2 separate regions of the Arachis hypogaea genome follow, and region 2 is linked to region 1. A link is a contact called in public Hi-C data. All regions are on one chromosome and are shown on one strand. Each heading gives the region's core, a stretch centred on a gene start, on an enhancer-like site or on the middle of the called end of the contact. The rest is flanking DNA. Distances are from core to core; before and after follow the strand shown.

The links. Hi-C and Micro-C count contacts between places; a contact is called where the count stands out from the background.
Region 2: a contact with region 1 is called in a Hi-C map of leaf, with 5 times the contacts expected there. The contact joins the promoter of LOC112733509 here to the enhancer-like site in region 1. A contact is called at or near these places in 3 of 8 Hi-C or Micro-C datasets (leaf and an unstated tissue).

Annotation. Positions count from the first base shown.
Region 1 is chr13:130,597,410-130,602,589 of arahy.Tifrunner.gnm2.J5K5, reverse strand. LOC112733506 (small ribosomal subunit protein eS6) reads right to left here. Exons shown (of 6, transcript XM_025782475.3): 4 at 5,080-5,180; 5 at 4,627-4,899; 6 at 4,092-4,512. The coding sequence ends at 4,277. Among protein-coding and RNA genes, the nearest start is that of LOC112733506, 3.5 kb to the right of the region's middle. Within about 2 kb of position 3,284, at least 1 of the 3 cell types and tissues checked has open chromatin away from gene starts, as enhancers often do.
Region 2 is chr13:130,647,585-130,652,252 of arahy.Tifrunner.gnm2.J5K5, reverse strand. It overlaps LOC112733509 (dof zinc finger protein DOF1.4), which reads left to right and starts at 2,313. Exons shown (of 2, transcript XM_025782479.3): 1 at 2,313-4,251; 2 at 4,413-4,668. The coding sequence starts at 4,204.

The DNA.
Region 1 (5,180 bases), core at 2,035-4,534:
TTTATGATGAAGAAATTGCTAATTAGACCAATGAATAATGGAACAGATGGAGAAGGTTCCCCACTCCCACTTTCTTCAATTTCATTATATGTGACCAATGTTTAAACTTTTAACAACTTTGGATTCTCCAAATCACATCATGTTGAAGTCGACTTTAATCTTAAACAACCAAACAAATTAAACTTCAGTCAGCTTCACGCATGCCACACAAATTATATTATTCGTGCAAGATCACTATTCAAGAATTGAATTAGATCATATGATTGCCACTTTTTAACCGTGTATGAGTACGTACAGTCCATGATATAGTTTGTATATGATTCTTATTTCTACAAATTTTCTTTTTTCGAAAAATCACTGCCTCAACATCCAAATATGACTTGGTCTCAGGGGCGAACCTACACATATGGAAAGGGGACTAAAAAAAAAAAATAATAGACATAATCCCTCTTTTTTTTATTTACCAGCTCTCCTTTTTTTTTGGTACAGTTTTTCAATTCTCATTTCATTCATAAAAAAAAATCAATCAATTTTTATATAACATTAACAAAGTATAATAATTTTAGACTTAGTCTAATAGTTTACTTTATTTAAAAAATAAAATATAAAATTTTTTTTCTCTCAATATCTTCATTCACTCAAATTTTTCATTTTTATTTTGTAGTAAGTAATAATTTTAGTAAATTATTAAACGCCACCCCCCTAAATAGTTAGTCTAACTCCATCCCTATTTGGTCTCATCATTCATATATATGTTATAATGTTTGACGAAATAACTTAACAATAAAATGCACATGGTAAAAATGTCATGACTAGTATTAATAATTAACATTTAAATAAATGAAGATATTAAAAATATTTTTTATGCGTATACTTTATATAAAAATATAATTTATTTATTTAGCTATATTTTAAATAAAAATAGTACTTTTATAATATATTAAAATTTATCCCTTTAATTCATCGTTCAAGGATTAAAATTTTTTTTTTTACATGAAGACAATTATAAAATTTTTATTGAAATACCCACCTTAATCATTTATATACAAACAGATAAAATTATGCATCCGCTATTGCTCAACTCTAATTTATGCTATGTCTTAATTAGTTGGTTTGTTCGTAGAATATTTTGTGAGCTTGAATGTGCGCAGCAAATTAATTATATAGTATCTTAAAGCTTGATTAAAGCTTCTTCTTTCAGAAGTCCTCTAAGTGTATGTGAAGTAAATTAACCTTAATTCTAATGGAAAACAATGACAATTAAATAAACTAGTTTTGCATACTGCACCATAAAGCGATGACTGATGAGTGAACCGCGCACAGAAGCTGAGTTGCGAATATTAGAGCATTTGGATCCGCAATGCTCACACGGAACCATCTTTTCCAATTCTTCCATCATCTTTTTTAACTAAGAAAGAAAATGGACACTCTTGATTTCTTGGTGATCACCAATTATACATATTATATCTTCATTTTAGACGTCAGTTTGGGTATATATATCTTTGGTGGAATTAAATGGTAAAGAAATTAAAATTAGATTTCCAAACCTAATACAAATTAAACCAGAAAAGGAAATGACGAAATTAAACATTAGGTGGTAAACTGGTAATAATTAATAATATGATGATGGAGATGGTGCAATGCAATGCAATCATGGAGGAGGCATAGGGTGGTTCCATTTGAGATGTGGCCATTGATTTGGTGTGATGAAAGAAGGAGAAGAAGAAGCTGCTGTTCTTGGCATGATATTGGTCTGTGACTGAGAAGAGTTGTTATTATTATTATTAGCGCTTATGGAAGAAGTGGTGCAGACAGTAGTACTCCAGAAAGAGTAGTTGGCATGAGAGGGCCATTGATGATGAAGGTGAGAAGCAGCAGCAGTTGTATATTCTGCCATGCTGCTCCCTGATGATGCTGCTGCTGACGATGATAATGATGATGCAGTAGAACCAGCAGCATGATGCTGATAATAGAGTTTGCCGGAGGAGGAAGAAGAAGTAGTAGTAGCAGTGTTGAAGGTACGCTTGTTGGGCTTGTTCTTGATCTTGTTCTTGGAAGCACCAAGAGGAATATTCCTGAGGGTTCCACCTTGTGTCCAGTACCTCTTACATGCTTTGCACAAGTATCGAGGCTGTGACAGGCTGTAGTTGTTGTAATAGCAGAACTTGGTGTTGTCTGAATCACACCGTGGGCATTTATGCTGTGGTGGCGGTCGAGGCGGAGGTGGAGGTGGAGGCAGAGGCCCAGCAACTTGCTCTTTACTGACCTCTCCTTCTTTCTCCATAGTGAGAGACAGTGAGACAGCTAGCTATATATGTAACATATCATATGCATGCATGGTAGCATATTTGGAGGACTGAACAATGATTGATTATAGTTGGCTTGTTAAATTAATTAAAGGAGTAATGAAATTGCTGCATCTCATATAGTATACTATACAGTGCGCAAGAAATAATAATGCACTGAAAAAGTGCAAAGACCAAACCTAATTTTCTTAGAGGGGAGGGGAGGGGTTTCTTATTCTTAGTGGCGCGTCTCTTTGGGTTTCTCTCTTTCTCTTGCTGCTTCCACTCTTTTCGTACATGCATGTGCTATTATATATAATGTCACTTTCTTTTTCTACTAAATAAACAATCATTCACCAATAGTCTTTATCGACATTTCTTTTCAAATTTTAGCAACAAACATAACCACTTACTCTAAATTATTTTATATGACTTACTTATGAATCAAAACGTGCACCCCTAAAAACATGTAATAAATATGTTCAGAATATACACAAATTTCTGCCAATTATAAGAGTCTGGTTCATTATCCCCTTCTATGCTTGTTGTTAATCTTTTTTAAAAGCAATAATAGATTATAGGTACATATGTGAAGCAGATCTGGATTCCGGCCTCGTCATGTCATGGAAGTAGCTGAAATTAAGCACATGATGGAAAGAGAATGGGAATTCAATGTACTTCACAAACTGCAAGGAGCATACATGTGTGTCGTGTATGTATGTCCCCCAGAAAAATCTTGGAACAAGCTAAGTAATGCAGACCTTATACATAACAATAACTTTTGAATGAGTCGTAGTGGTAGAGATTAGAGAATATGGATGTATGTATATATGATGTTATATTATATCCACCTCATGGCTTGTTTGCGAGTCTATAATGATTATGCGTAGTTAAAAAAGAATGATAGGTAGGTTGAAATGACACATATCTAAGGTTGTGGTCTCGTCCAGATGTCATGCATGAGATGACCTCCTTTGACCAACTGCTCCAACTACCTGGCTTTTCACGCTAGTTGAGGAGTTGGGTAGTTATGCATAACTGTTCTTATTGAGCAACATTAGATCTCGCCCGCCAAGTTCAACTCTTCCCTGAATGGAGCTATTAATCAGCCACAGTATGCAGATTTTGCCACTTTCTTTCATGTAGCAAGTTTCTTGTTTAATTAAAAATTTAAAGCTAGTATTAGGAAACAGAAACTCTTGTTGGAACTTTCATTTCTTGCCTCGTTCATTCTCTCGCTCACTGCTCTGTTTCACGTCCTTCCTTTGTAGCATCTCACCCTATTATAACATTTTTACCTGAAACCAAACCCCCCAAAAGGGAAAGACCTATACATACAGCTGAATAATTTGAAGCACTGATGGAGACGAGCCTATAAGGGACGCCAAGGAAAGCTTTACGAGACATCGTTGCCAAACAGTGCAGTGCAACTGATCGAAACTCAAGTCAAAAGGTTATACACGTACTGCTCCCAATCTTGTTCCAAAGCCCAAAGGTATGGTGGGAGGCTAGACGGCTAACTCGTGGAAATGTGCACACTGCCACGTTCTAATTGTTCATTTTTCTTTGTTGGATAACCTTATATTATTCAGTATTGCTTATTGAATGTATCTACCAATTTTATCAAGCCATCGCATTATATGGCTATCCTGCGTAATGCTATCCTGCGGTTATTTAATTCGGCTGCAGAGTAGTCCAGTTGAAGTGAGTGTTCTCATTATATGTAATAACACTTGAGATCAGACCCTGCAAACATACAATTTCAAGGCCATAATCAAAGTAAGCATAAATCCATTCGTTAGGAAATTTCTGCTAGACGAAAATCTTCAATTCAATTTAACTCTCAAACAAATAAGTGCCAAATCTGTCAATAAACTCAACATAATAACAAAACCATAAATGTTTATCACAATCACCCTCATGGAAAATAAGGACTACCAAAAACTAGGATGAAGTTTCCAACTTCACCACACTACCCATGAAACGAGGGCCTATGCAGTTGCCTTGGCAGCCGCACTGGAAAGCTTGGATCTCCTCTTGGCCAAGCTCTCACTACGGCGTTCCCTCTGTTCCTTCAACCTCGATGCAAGCAACTTCTGATACTCCGCTGCTTCTGACTTGGCCTTGGCAATTCTCTTCTTCTTGTCAGCAATCCTTGCTCGCTTCCTTTGGAGTGTCAAAGGTGTCACCAGTCTTTGTATCTTGGGAGCCTTGCTCACCTTTTTGCCTGAAACCAAACATCCACTACTCAGCCTAGAATTCATCACTAATTTAACCAATATTGGTTCATATCAACAGAAGCATAAAGAGACTAAGAAATTTCTGTGCATAAGAAAATTACCATTTTTGGTTGTAAAGGTTCTGCGGTAGGTGTTAACATACTTCCTCACATCGTCCTCCTTTGAGAGGTTGAACAGCTTGCGGATTTTGGATGCTCTCTTTGGCCCCCTCATCCTTGGCTTCTCAACATCAGTCAGGCCGGGAAGATCATTGTCACCCTTCTTCACAATCACCAAGTTCAAAACTGAGAGATCAGGGCTGACAATGCACCCGCGAACAGACTTTCTCCTACGCTCTCCATTGCGCCTTCCATATCCACGGAAGCAAGGAGTTCCTGCCCAGATGCATGGCAATCAACATTAAGTAAGTCAAAAGAGCTAAAACCACTTGGTAATGAAAACCATGAATTGTGCACCCTACTTATTGCAGGACAAAGCAAAAATGAATGGCATGTATTATTGAACAGTTTATAGTCAACTGAGGAAGGAACCTTTAATCTTTAGAAAAATCATACCTCTGTGAAGCAAAAGACGAACACGACCAGGGGTCAACACTCCTTGCTTCATTGGGAATCCTTGCTTGTCACAGCCACCGGTGATTTTGAAGACATAGCCT
Region 2 (4,668 bases), core at 1,064-3,563, 51 kb before region 1:
CAATTTGCTTCAAAAATTAATTGTTATTATAATCAGAACCTAGCTAGCTTCGGGCAATAATATTTCAAACCTTCTCATGCATCTTATTATGATGGCGATCTAATAAAATTAATATATTTATATAAAAGCATGTCGTAAGAATATTCTGAAGTGGGAAAATCATGGATGCAGCGGTTAATTGGTGAATTATTGATGCGCAATACAAAGTGGATAGCATCAATATATTCTCTATTATTGCAGCTAGGATTAGATTAATTAAGACTTTTACTTTAATTTAAACTTAATATATATACCAAGCTTAGTCCTGGTGAATTGGTGCCAAAGTCTTCCTATATATGGAGTATTTTGTATTTACTTGCATCGCAACCATACTAGAACTATTATTCCTTTATAGTTAATTAATTATTTTAAAACGGTTAATTGTCAAAGTGTTGAACTACATGGTGGTTGAGAGAGGACCATCCATTTTCGTTAATTACCATCAAACATACATCCAAGTTGCCGAATAAGCTAGCCATCATGAGTCATGGCATGTGTGGTTTTAATAGATATTTTGGATTATTATAATAAACTAGATTTAGAACAACGCGCAGAATTTGAATGGATATCTAAATTAAAAAGAAATGTTAAACTTATTTTTGATAATGTTATTTGTTACATAGGTTTTTTTTATTGTATTTGGTATGAATTTGTATAGTAATATTTTTAGATACAATGCAAATGAGGGTATAATATTTCAATAACTGAAAATAACATTTAGTTTTTTAATTTTAATTTTCATGAATTACAGCACCATATACTTTTAATATTATTATTATAATTAAATAATATTAAAAATATAAAATATTTAAATGGTAAAAAAATATATCGAACAAAGATAATATATGACCAATAAATACAATTAGACAAAATAAAACAAAAATTATAAAAATATACATTTTAGTATTTTTGAAAATTCATTCTAATACATAACGAGTCAATTGTTTAACAAAACGAGGAAAAAAACTTTAATTATAAAAATAATTGTGCAAATATTAGCAAAAATGAAGAGAAGTTAGAATAAGAGGCATGAGATTATGTAAAAAAGATAAAAAAAATATAAAGTAGATATTAATTTATATAATAAATATGAGTAGAAGTGAGCATAAAGATGAGAGAATAAATTTAGTGATTATGATTCGAAAATGAGTGAATAAGAGAAAATATATAGTGTGTAATTAATAATAGTAATGAGCGTGAGAGTTAGTGATTGTAATGGTTTTTAGAATATTATAGATAGAAATCAAATTTGGATAGTAATATAAGAAAAGGATAGACACTTATAGAGTAATATTTATGTGACAAAATTATAAAATGGTAGAATGTTAAGCTGTTAACTTTTTTATTGCGTGACAATATTGATATTAGTTTTTATATAGATAAAAACCTACATACAGTTATATTTATGTAAAATTAATAATTAAAATTTATATTATTAAATAATAGTTTTATATGAACACAATTATATATAAATTTTAATTTTGTATATAATATAAATAGATGTGTATCGGTGCATATATAAGTACAACAGGTACACGCATGATGTCTGAATCTACATATATGTGGAATATTATTAGGCTACGGAAAAATCCATTCACATTCATCTTTGGACTATCATCAATTTTAATCCTTTTAGCATAAAAAAAATACATGCATAGTGATAACTGAGAAAACAACAAGCAAGAGTGATTTGATGAGCAGCGTATAAGAAGCATCCAACTGTTCAAATATCATAGAGAAATACGAGACATAACAAATAAAGCAAAGGAAGCAGACAATGCAAGGAGGACATCAAAGTCTTTCCACATGAAAAATCTCTCAAGCAAACAAATTAAAGTGGAAGTGGTGGTCACAAATAAAAACAATTGAGACATTATTGAGTTTAAATTAAATTGAATATATTTAAGTGAAAAAATGAAGTAACATTTCTCTTTCTATTTATGTTTGCATAGGGACATTAAAATGGATTGAATTATGGTTACGAATTATGCTAAAGGAGGAAATGGAGAGTGGAGAGTGGGATGATGTATGTGTGGTCACGTTTTGGTGTGTAGAGTTGGCATGGATTTGATGGTTTGGTCCCCATAATATACATAGCTTCATTCTCTCTCCCTTTAACGTGCGCGTTGGGTTTCTTTCATGTCTGGTGGTGATGCATAAGGTGGGCCCCACCTCCACCTTCAACCTCTAACGTTGACCAATCTCACAACCTCTTCCTCTCGCGTGCTTCTTTATTTTCTTCTACTTACCCACATATTTGTACTAATAATCATAATCACACTACCACCACTCATCACCTTTTACAACAACTGATCAATGATGCCGATTGTTCTACATCAAACCTAATCAATTGTTTTATCTTCTATTGCACCCATCTTTATCTTTTTCACAATATATGTATGTTATGTTAACCATAGAGTATTATTTTTCCAATTTTCCTTCACATGAAAATAGTACTACTTAATCATGGCCCATATAGTGTGACTCAATAGAAGAATTATTGAAGAGATATAGTATATAGTAGTGGTAGGCAACAATTAAAATCCACTTCCTATCATCGTGTTTGTATGCATAAACATTTATCTTTTAGTGCTGTGTACTTATTGTAGCTAGAAACATATTACATTTTTTATAGATAACTAAAAATTTGTCACCTATCATATATATGTTGTACGTGATAAGTGAATGTTTAGCTTTCATTTTTTTTTTAATATAATGAACAATCCTAATAGTATACATGTTAAGTAATAAAAAAAAAATTAAATAAAACGAAGAGTGTATAGTGTATAGTATGTTAGCAAGTAGCAAGATCTAAGATGGAGTTGAAGTGGGAAAGAATAATGATGTTGGTAGGGAAGAAGAGAAGATCCCTTGGGGGACTACAAAATCCTCTTGTTCCCTTTATCTCTGCTTTATTTGCTTTTTTCTTTCTTTTTTTAATTTTTGGCCTTGCGAGCTGAGTTGCTCACCACATGGTTATGCATGGTTCCTCCCTTGATCACTACTTTCTGACAAATCTCACATTCCATTAACGGTTTACTGTCAACAAATCTCAACCATTTCAAAAGCAAATTAAGATAGAATAAAAAAGGGGGCAAGATCAAGAGAGAATAAAGAACAACAATGCAAGAGTATATATATATAGGTATATAGCTAGAGGCTCTTAACTGCAAAGCGTGGTCTATTTATGTTCGAGTGTTGTGACATAAATATCTACCATAGTGTAGTGGCTTTTTGTCCCTTTCAATTCTTTGCAACTTTTTTGTTTAGTCCCTAATGCAAATACACATATATATGCAGGTCTAGATCTCTCCTTTTATATATATAAATCCCGGCAGAGAACAGAAAGCATCTTATATATGCTTGTGTAGTACTCTAACTCTAGCTATTCTCTGCCTTATCTGTAACTATAAATAGTTCATACAATACCATCAATATGTCTCTTGCTTACTTTTCTTCAGGATAAGATTTGATATTACAAGGAGAAATTTGTGACATTAAACTTAAATTTGTTACTATATGCTATACTAATTAATTAATTATTTAAGCAAATTGTAAGTGGGATTTTCTCTAATTAATAATGCTTTGGGCATTGAGCCCTTAGGGATTCCCTCTACATATATTTGTAGTTATCTGATTCTCTCTCTCTGTGCACAAAAGAATGTTATGTAGTGATGGGCTGGATTATTAGCTATTCTCTATAGTCTATACCGACTATACACATACATAATTATAAAAGTACTTGTTATTAAATATAAATTATATATATATATATAGAGAGAGAGAGAGTAGGGGTTGAGGCACTCGAGATTCATCCTGATATTTGTGCTTTTACCTGTATGTCCTGTAGTTGGATTTCGAATGTCCTTTATTTTCCAATATTCCATTGCATTAAATTAATGATAGAAGGTTTATCTTAGACCAAACTCATCAGCACGTGAAACTAGGCACAATTGAGGGTAGAGACTAGAGAGAGATAATAAATTATTATTATTATTCGGTGATTAAATAATAGTAATGAATTATGTACATAGATACATGTGATGATGATGGTGAGATAGATGAGGCGACCATCCATTTCTGTTATGGTGTATAAGCATAGGCATATTGAAATCCAGCAAGCTAGTCCCCATATTTGTTTGAAGTAACGATTCAGATTCCAAAATGTTGGTTAATATCATGGCTCCATCAACGACTAACGAATGGACACAGGTCTTTAATTTCTCTCTCTCTCTCACTCACTCAATTATTTGACAAATACATGACCACCCCAATTTTGTTGTTTTCCTTTTGGAAGAGAATATAGCCCACTGTCTTGTTATTTTTACCCACCTTCTTTCTTCATTATTGTTTAATTAATTTCTCTCATGTAGACTCAAATGATAGATGATCAAGATCACAAGACCAAAGCTGAAGCTCCATCATCATCATCTGCTAGGGTTATGGAAAAACAAGGTCAAGAACATGTTCAGCAGCAGCAGCAGCAGCAGCAACAAGCTCTCAAGTGCCCTCGCTGCGATTCATCCAACACCAAATTCTGCTACTACAACAACTACAGCTTATCGCAGCCCAGACACTTCTGCAAAGCCTGCAAGCGATACTGGACAAGAGGTGGAACCCTCCGCAACG